Regions from separate parts of the Rattus norvegicus genome. Here region 1 is linked to region 2. Evidence: chromatin contacts called from public Hi-C data. All regions are on one chromosome and are shown on one strand. Each heading gives the region's core, a stretch centred on a gene start, on an enhancer-like site or on the middle of the called end of the contact. The rest is flanking DNA. Distances are from core to core; before and after follow the strand shown. Region 1 holds the start of Emg1 (EMG1 N1-specific pseudouridine methyltransferase). Region 2 overlaps LOC102553636 (a long non-coding RNA gene).

The links. Hi-C and Micro-C count contacts between places; a contact is called where the count stands out from the background.
Region 1: a Hi-C map of the Rat2 cell line shows a contact between it and region 2, with 5 times the contacts expected there. The contact joins the promoter of Emg1 here to the enhancer-like site in region 2. A contact is called at or near these places in 3 of 12 Hi-C or Micro-C datasets (the A7r5 cell line, the Rat2 cell line and kidney).

What each region holds. Positions count from the first base shown.
Region 1 is chr4:159,200,858-159,205,091 of GRCr8, forward strand. It overlaps Emg1 (EMG1 N1-specific pseudouridine methyltransferase), which reads right to left and starts at 2,969. Exons shown (of 6, transcript NM_001107888.3): 1 at 2,672-2,969. The coding sequence starts at 2,839. Phb2 (prohibitin 2) reads left to right here and starts at 3,091. Exons shown (of 10, transcript NM_001013035.1): 1 at 3,091-3,343; 2 at 3,494-3,578; 3 at 3,851-3,930. The coding sequence starts at 3,217.
Region 2 is chr4:159,067,381-159,072,108 of GRCr8, forward strand. It overlaps LOC102553636 (a long non-coding RNA gene), which reads right to left. Exons shown (of 5, transcript XR_353602.5): 3 at 2,662-2,718. Among named protein-coding and RNA genes, the nearest start is that of C1rl, 11 kb to the right of the region's middle. Within about 2 kb of position 2,086, at least 8 of the 93 cell types and tissues checked have an H3K27ac peak or open chromatin away from gene starts, as enhancers often do.

The DNA.
Region 1 (4,234 bases), core at 1,719-4,218, 130 kb after region 2:
CCCCATGTCTGTGGAGAGCATAGCCAGTACTCCACTAAGTCATCTTAGTCCACGATGTAGTGGTTCTTTAGGCTAAGCTCTAATAAATGAAGCAGCGCCTGGCTGTGGTGGCACTGGCCTTTAATTTGAGCAGAAGCAGGTGAATCTCTGAGTTCAAAGCCAACCTGGTCTGCAAAGCAAGTTCCAGAACAGCTAGGGCTGTTACACAGAGAAATCCTGTCTGGAGAAGAAAAGGATGCAGCATCACAAGTTGGATGTGGGAACTCACACCTGCACTTCAGCCTTTAGGAGCCCACCAAGTGCCAGGCCAGTATGAGGTACAGGGTGAGACCTTATCTCAAAGTAAAACAGAACAGCAGCAGATACTCAATATGAGCGGAACATGCTCTCTCCTGTGTCTGCTTCAGCAAAATGTTCCTTCACGAGTCTGTCTTAGGCTTTCACACCTGTATCCACTTTAATGAAACGTTCCTTCACATGTTTGCCTTGGCAAAACATCATTCAACCAACTTTCCAAATAACCCTTAAGTTTCCACTTGAGAAGATATATATGCCAGATTTATATGCAGCATATGTGTGTACACACATTGTTTTAATTTTATGGGTACAGGTGTCTTGCCTGTGTGTGTGTTTGTGCATCACACGGGTGCTGAGCCGGTGGAGGCCAAGGGGTCATCAGATCCCCTGGAACTGGACTGACAGACAACTGAGAGCCAGACTGTGGGTGCTGGGAACCAAACTGCAAGAGCAAGTTCTCCTAACCAATGTCTCTCCACCCATGGGCTAAGAGTTTTAATATAACTGTTTGAACTCTCAACAAGTAACCTGGAACAAGTGATATTAATTTCAAGTAGCAGACATTATCCTAAACACATACAGTACCTCCTTTACTCCTTCCAACATTACAGTTAAGTGAACTGATTTGCCTATGTCAGAAAAGTGGTGTACAGAAGGAATCTAGTGTACCTCCTTTCTGAAACATGGACACAGGAATGGTTTCCACATTTGCAAATTACCATTATCATGGGATTCCTAGTCCGATAATGTCCAAATTAACATTCAAAGAGTTGAAAAGCAGCTAGGTGTCGTGGTGCATGCCACTAATCCCAGCACTCAGGAGACAGAGACAGGCAGATAATCAGTGAGTTCCAGGCCAGCAGGAGCTACACAGTGAGACCCTGTCAACAAGAATAACAATAAGGGCTAGATAGATAAGCAGTTAACAGCACAGGCTGCTCTTCCAGAGGACCTGGGTTCGATTCTCAGCCCCAACATGGCAACTCACAACCGTCTGTAACTCCAGTTCCAGGGGATCTGGCATTCTACAGAGATATACATGCAAGCAAAACACCAATACACATAAATAAACCTTTAAACAATAATAATGATGATGACTGATGATAACCACTGAGGGAGGATTATATAAAAGCCTGTAGTTAGGTTGGAAATGACTATAGAAAATTTTAAATCTGATTAATTGATCACTTAATAAAAAATAGAAGGGGAGGGTACAGGAGAGATGGCTCAGTGGTTACACTGACTGCTCTTCCAGAGGTCCTGAGTTCAAATCCCAGCAACCACATGGTGGCTCACAACCATCTGTAATGGGATCTGATGCCCTCTTCTGGTGTGTCTGAAGATAGTTCCAGGGTACTCAGAAATAAGTCTAGGGGAAAAGAGTAGAAGGGGAAAACAGTTTTCTAGTTTAATAAAGTGTACATGAAGAACAAATGGAAATGACTCTCACCTCGGGTTCTCAGGTAACACTCTTAACCACCTTTACAGGACTGTCAATACAGCTCCTGTGTGGTTTGGTATACAACCACCTTACAAAGGGAGAGCAAACATGTTTTCTCACAGTCACTAGGAAAGGCTAAGGACCAAATTTAAATCCAGGTCAGGCCTGGCATGGTGAAACTCACCTATAAATATCCAAGTACTGAGGAGGTTGAAGGTGGAGAGTTCCAAGCCAACCTCGACTGCATTCCAAGACTTACAAAATACAACCATCCAGAGTGTGTGTGGGGTATGTGTGTATTGGGGGAAGGGGTTGGGGGATGACTTCTGGATCTAACCAATGAACAAGTTTAGCTCTGAAAGGTAAGACAAAAGAAAGAAGGAAGGAAGGAGGGGGCAAGAGAGATGGCACAGGGGTTATGACAAAGCCTTCTTGTACAGGACCCAAGTTAGCTTCCTAGCACCCACATGAGGTGGCTCACGGCCACATGGAGACTTGCATGCATAAGAAAGGGTAAAATAAGTATTTAAGGGGGTAAAAAAGCAAAGACGAAGGCTTTTTAAATAATCTGATCAGACACACTTCAAAATAGGTAAATATAAAACAAGCTGGCGGTCGAAAGCCTTTTAACAAAATAAAACATCAAATCCTTAGCAATAAAAGGCTGAGGAAGTCACTGGCCTTTAGAAATGTGGGAAACCTCAATGCTTCCCCCATTTTGCATTTTATATCACAGAGTCCCTGGTAAATTAACTAAAAGCTAAAATGAGAGTCAAGAGCAAAAGAAAACACTGCCAATCCAGGATGTCAACCGCCTGCAAAACTAGGTCATCCTTCAAAAGCAAATTTCACGGCTCCGTTTTTCCATTCATTCTGTGCCCCACAGAATCTGGTTCATCAATGGACTACCTCCGCATTCATGTTCAAAACTACCTTGACTGTCTCCAGACTGGCCCCTTCCAACACCACAATGAGCCTACGGCCTCCACACTTGCTTCCTGCCCCAAGCCGGGGTCTCTTAGGCGGCGCAGGGTCCCAGTCCTGTTCCTGCACTGAAAAACGCCGCTCACGAGGTTGGAAGCCACCACTGGTCGCAGCCATCTTGTAAGCAGACCGGAAGTTGCGCTAAGGTCCTTAAGTTAGAACTTCACGTCCGCCTCACTGCAAACTTCCTTCTAGCTGCCATTTTGAAAGAGGGCGCTTGAAAATGGCGATACCTGTACGGAAGCCTCTCTAAGAGGGCACACCTCCAAAGGGGGCGGGACTTCCGGATGCGCCATTACTGTGCGCGAGGTTTGGGTCCGACTAAGCAAACGGGGGCGGGTTCAGAGAGAACGCACTTCCGGTGCCCTTTCTCCCGCGAGCTCTAAGGCCTCCAATCCTCGTGTGCAAGGCGAGGTGTGTAAACTGGAGTGGGGTAGAAGCTGGCGGGCACCCCCTCCTGACCACTGGTGCCGCCGCCTTCAGGAGAATCAGACATGGCCCAGAACTTAAAGGACCTAGCGGGACGCCTGCCCTCCGGGCCTCGGGGCATGGGCACGGCGCTGAAGCTGCTGCTGGGGGCCGGGGCTGTGGCCTACGGCGTCCGTGAGTCCGTATTCACTGGTGAGCAACCTCCTTCCACTGACCGGACCTCGCGGTCTCCAGACCCACTGTCCTACCTCCCCCAAGTGTCCGCGCCTCCATGCTCCCTCATCCCTGTCCCGCCTGAGCCTGACCAGCAGCTTGTCCTGACTCCCACCCCTCTCTCCACAGTGGAAGGTGGTCACAGAGCCATCTTCTTTAATCGTATTGGTGGCGTACAACAGGACACAATCCTAGCCGAAGGCCTTCACTTCAGGTAATGGCGGGCAGAGCGAGCAGGCCCTGACCCTTCACCCTTGACGGCTGTAGCCAGACTTAACAACAGGATTCGATACTGCTTTTTCCCCTCCTCACTCCTTCTCGTAAGGACAGTGCCAGCATAAAAGGCTGTTCTCGACCTGGAAAAGAGAATCTCCCTGTCTGTGGTCATGGGGAGGAACAGGCCCAAGGACGAGTGGTGAGGGGAAACTGGTCAAAATCAATGAAACTGTAGTTTCCCAACTCCTGTCCCTGACCTCTCCTTTCCAGGATTCCCTGGTTCCAGTACCCCATCATCTATGACATTCGGGCCAGACCTCGAAAAATCTCCTCCCCCACAGGCTCCAAAGGTAATGTGGGCAACTGGGAGCTGCATGGCACGTGGGGAAAGACAGAAATGTAAAATGAGCCTGGCAAGGCTGCCAGAAATGGTAGTGTTTCTTAGGGCTTGTATTCTATGTCTGCAAAAGAGCCATGCCTCACGGTTCAAAACAATACATGTAAGTATGTGTGCACGTTTTAACGTTACCTTCTGCCTAGCATAAACGAAATGAGTTGCCTTTCTTCCTTGCTGCCTGGATCCAAGCCTTTTTTTAAGGCCTTTTTTCTGTTGACTTGTTGATTACATCCACAGTACACCTTGCTCTGGAGAAA
Region 2 (4,728 bases), core at 836-3,335:
ACGTCACAGGGGTTAGATAGGTGGCTCAGTGGTTAAGAGCTCCTGCTGCCCCTGTTGTCTTCCAGGGGACCAGAGTTCAATTCTCAGCACCACCCATGTCCAATTATTTATAACTGCCTGTGACTGCAGCTCCAGGAGATCCTGTGCTGTCCCCCACCACCGCCACCGCACACACATAAATAAAAAGAAATCTGTCGGGGTTGGGGATTTAGCTCAGTGGTAGAGAGCTTGCCTAGCAAGCGCAAGACCCTGGGTTCAGTCCCCAACTCCGAAAAAAAGAAAAAAAAAGAAAAAGAAATCTGCTATAAAGAGCCCTGTCACAGCTAGGCCCAATGGTGCACATCTGAGAGGTAGGGTGAGGGGAGCCACAAGTCGAGATCATTCTTTGCTGCATAATGAACTTGGGCCATCCCCAGTATGTTAGACCCAGACGGTGTGTGTGTGTGTGTGTGTGTGTGTGTGTGTGTGTGTGTGTGAGAGAGAGAGAGAGAGAGAGAGAGAGAGAGAGAGAGAGAGACTAAATGCCTTTCTTTGTCTCCATTTTACAGTTAAGGAAACTGAGGAGCAAGTTTCCGTCATTTACTAAGGTTATATATAAAATAAAAGGAATTGACTACCCAATAACCCCGATTTCTGAGCTATTACCAAAGACACAAATGTAGAGTGCATCGCTAGTCTCTACCACTAGGTGGCAGTAGTATCCGCCGCCTCTTTTTTTTTTTTTTTTTTTAATCTCTAACTTCAAATATCCCTATGGTGCAGTACTGCTCCTGGTTGGGAACCACTGAGCTAGCCATTTTTCTCTCTTATCTTCATAAACTAGTAATGAAGCTTATTGTTCACCAAGGACCAGGCGTCCTCCTAAATAATTTAGGTTATTAACTCATTTAATCCTCACAACAGCTCTTAAGTGTGAGCTTCATTGCTCTGTGTTCTACGGAGGAGGACAGCAGTAGCACGGAGGTATAACACACATTGGAGACAGTCCCAGAGCTTCTGAGTCGTGGTGCTTGAATGTGGCCTGGAGCCGCTGCCTTTAGAGCAGTAGCGGGCTGTTTTTTTGTTGTTGTTGTTGTTTGTTTGTTTGTTTTTTTACCTCTTGTGACAGAAGGACATGGCAATGGGGGTGGGGTGAAGGGTCGTGAGAAAGACAATATAAGATTATTAGTGAGGGTGTCGCACATGAGCGCAGCCAAACAGAACAGAAGTAGGCTGAGGAAAGAAAACCAGAACACAGTTACTGAGGAGGAACCACTCAGGACAGACAGACAAGCCGCTCAGAGGGCCCGTGCACTGAAAAGGTTTCAGGTGGGAAGGGTGCGATTAGCTTTTAGGCAGATAATGGCAGAGGGTGGGCTCCAGTGCTAAGACTCATGGTTGAATTTTAGGGGGTTGATTTGGACCCACCTCTGAGTGTCCATGACTTAAGTCAATAATTGGAGACAGCATGCGGAACAAGTCCTCAGAGCCACCCTGTCTCCCATGCCCTGGCCTGCTCACACCCCTAACGCCGGTACAGAACAGAAGCCCAGGCTCACAGATTGACTCCAGCCACCTAAGTCCCTGATGTTATCCTGGATCTCACTTCAACCCTAGTCCTGGACCCAGAAGCCCCAGAGGGTCCTGGCCCCGGAGTTAGGCTTGGGAAGTAAAGCCAGACTGAGCTGGTTAGACGGCTCAGCCGAGTAAGGGCTTTCGCCTCCATGCCTGATGGCTTGCGTGTGATATCAGGACCCGCATGGTAGAAAGAAAGAAGTTACCGCCTCAAGTTGTTTTCTGATTTCCACACATGCTATGTGGCATGAGTCTCAGGCGTACGCGTGTGCGCGTGTACACACACACACACACGCGCGCGCGCGCGCGCGCACGCACGCACGCATGCACACACACACACGTTGCCAAAAAATAAATAAATAAATAAATAAAAGGTAGGGATGGAGTGGACACTGCCTTAGGCCCCTCCACCCAGTCACTCTTTTGGCCCTTTGAACTGGACAGAGCTAGAAACTCCTCTCCCAGTGAAAGCTACAGGAAACCCTTTCTCCTGGGCCATCCCCTCATGGAACAGGAGGTGGCAGCACCAACATGGTTTTTAAAGTAAAATCAAAGCTGAAACTCGAATGTGTTTCTGCCCTTCCTGGACTTACACCCACACAGCACCCTCTCTGCTTTCGACCTGTCCTCCTCTCCTGCCCCTGCCCTTTGCCCTTCTTAGTTAATGAGAAACAAAAGCCAATGGACCCAGATACAAACTTAGAAGGTGAGAGGAAGCATCAGAGGTAGGGGGATATCAGTTTGTTGTCAGACATATCCCTGGTCTCTGGAGCCCACTGTCCTGACACACTCGGTTCCCCAAGATTATATCTAAGGTGGAAAAGTTCCTTGTGACCAGAGATCTGACTCGCCGGTTAAGGGCACTTGCTGCTTTTGCAGACACGGTGCTCCATAACTCCAGCTCCATGGTATCTGACACCCTTTTTTAACCACCCGAAGTATCAGATGCATACGTACGTGTTGTACACACAGACAAAACATTCATGCATATAGAATAATTTCTTAATTTTTTAAGTCCCTCATTAGTGGTCTCGGCACCTGGGTAACTTTGAAGCTAGCCTGGGCTACCAAATGAGGGAAAAAAGAAATTCCTGACTTCCTCCTCACCTCAGTTAGACGGGACCATTATCCAGTCACAATGATGTATGGTGTTCTGTCTTCCTCCTGTGGAATTTTAAATATATTCATATATTTGGGGGTGGGGTGCACATACACACACACACATACGTGAACCAGGGTGAACCCATAGTGGGTCCTCACCCTCCACCTGGTCGAAGCAGGGCCTTTTGCTTTTACTGCTGTGTGCGTGCTCCAGGCTGGCCTGCCCATGAGTTCCATCTGTCCTCTCACTGTGGAGACACTGCGATTACAGATACGTGTCGCATGGGCTCTGGAAGATGAATTCGTGTCATTGGGGCTTGTATGTGGCTAGCTAGTGCTTTTACTTGCTTAACCGTCTTCCCACCCGTTTTCTTGTTTTGTTTTTGTTTTTGCTTTGTTTGGCTCTTTGAGCTCTAGTCTCCCTGGGTAACCCAGGCTAGCCTCAAACTCACAATCCTGCTGCTATGGCCTCCCATGTTCTAAAAATCACAGACGTTTGTCCACACCCCTTTGTCTACAGTTATGACTTTAAATATTTATGTATATAAAATACTTAAATATAGCTTCAAACTTACTTTACTGAGTGAGTCAGCATTATGGAAATTTCGCTTTAAAGGCTTCCTTCATGTATAAACCCTGCCATGACACAACTACTTCAGTTTGTCTCGTGAGTGTTGCCTACATTTGAGAACATAGTGTATTCACAATTTTATACTCCACAGGCCTGAACTCCCCTCTCCCCCCACCCCCATGCCTGGCGGGCTTCCTTTTTGCCAAGAATCTGTGTGAGCTCAGGTCAAGAGCACTTTGTGCTCTTTAGTGGCTGGCATTTGGATGAGGGAAACACACCAGGATTGTTACACAGGACTGCTATCCAACACATCAGGGGGTGTGTTAGACTGAGATGACCCCTCCCAGATTTCCTGAGCCCGAGCCCTTTGGAAGGATTCTGTCCCGGGAGACCAGTCGGTCCCCAGCAAGTCAGGGTAGTCCAGTGGCTGTGACAATTCATCTTCCTTGTGACCCTTACTGGATTTAGAGTTACATGGGAGAGCGTCTCCCTGCAGCTGTGACAAACCTCCCAACAGAAGCAACCTAAGGAGTTATCCTGACTCACAGTTGAAGGCTGCAGCCCATCAAAGCAGGGAGGTCGAGGCAGCAGGGGCTGGAAGCAGCTATTCACATCCTATCTGCAGTCAGGAAGCAGAACAACGAAGTCCTCACAAGCTGGCCTCCTTATTCTACAGCCCAGAACCCATACCCAGGGAACGGTCCTGCCCACAGCCAAGACGGGCAACACACGCATTTAATCCCAGCACTCAGAAGCAAAGGCAGATGGATCTCTGTGAGTTCGAGGCCAACCTGGTCTACACAGTGAGTTCTAGGAAAGCTGGGGATTAGCAGTGAGACCCGTCAATCAATCAATCAGTCAATCAATGAGATGGATCTTCCCACATCGATTAATGTAACCAAGAAAATTCCTTGTAGGAGTTTCTTTTACCCAAAACTTCATGTTGTATGTAATTTACAAAACTGGATAGATGGCCAAAATTAAAAATCTATGGAACAAGCTGAACGGTTCAGAGGAAAACAGCCCAGTAGGTCAACCATGCATCCACCCCACTGAACTGTTATGACAAAGTATCACAGACTTAACAGAAACTCACTTTTCCTAGTTCCTCCATGGATGTGAGGTCCCTGGTCAGGGTCTCAATCTAATCTCAGGTTCTAGTGAGGACCTTGTCTTGGGTTGAAGATGGCTGCCCCTCGTGTCTTAGACACTGGACCGAGATAACCCCTTACAGATGTCCCAGTGCCCAGAGCTTCGTCTCTTAGGTGACTCTCATGGAGATGTGCCTCCGGGTGTGATAAAGAGGTTAAGACCCACCCTGGATGTGGAAGACACTTTCCTAAGGACCGGGGGGCCTGGACAGAGTAAAAGGCATAAGAGTAAAAACCATTGAGTCCTCAAATTCCCCTACCATCTTTCTGGTCCACTCTACAGACCAAGCCACCCTGCCTCCATGCCTGCTCTGCTCTTCCTGTAAACCCAACCTTCATACCTTCCTAAAG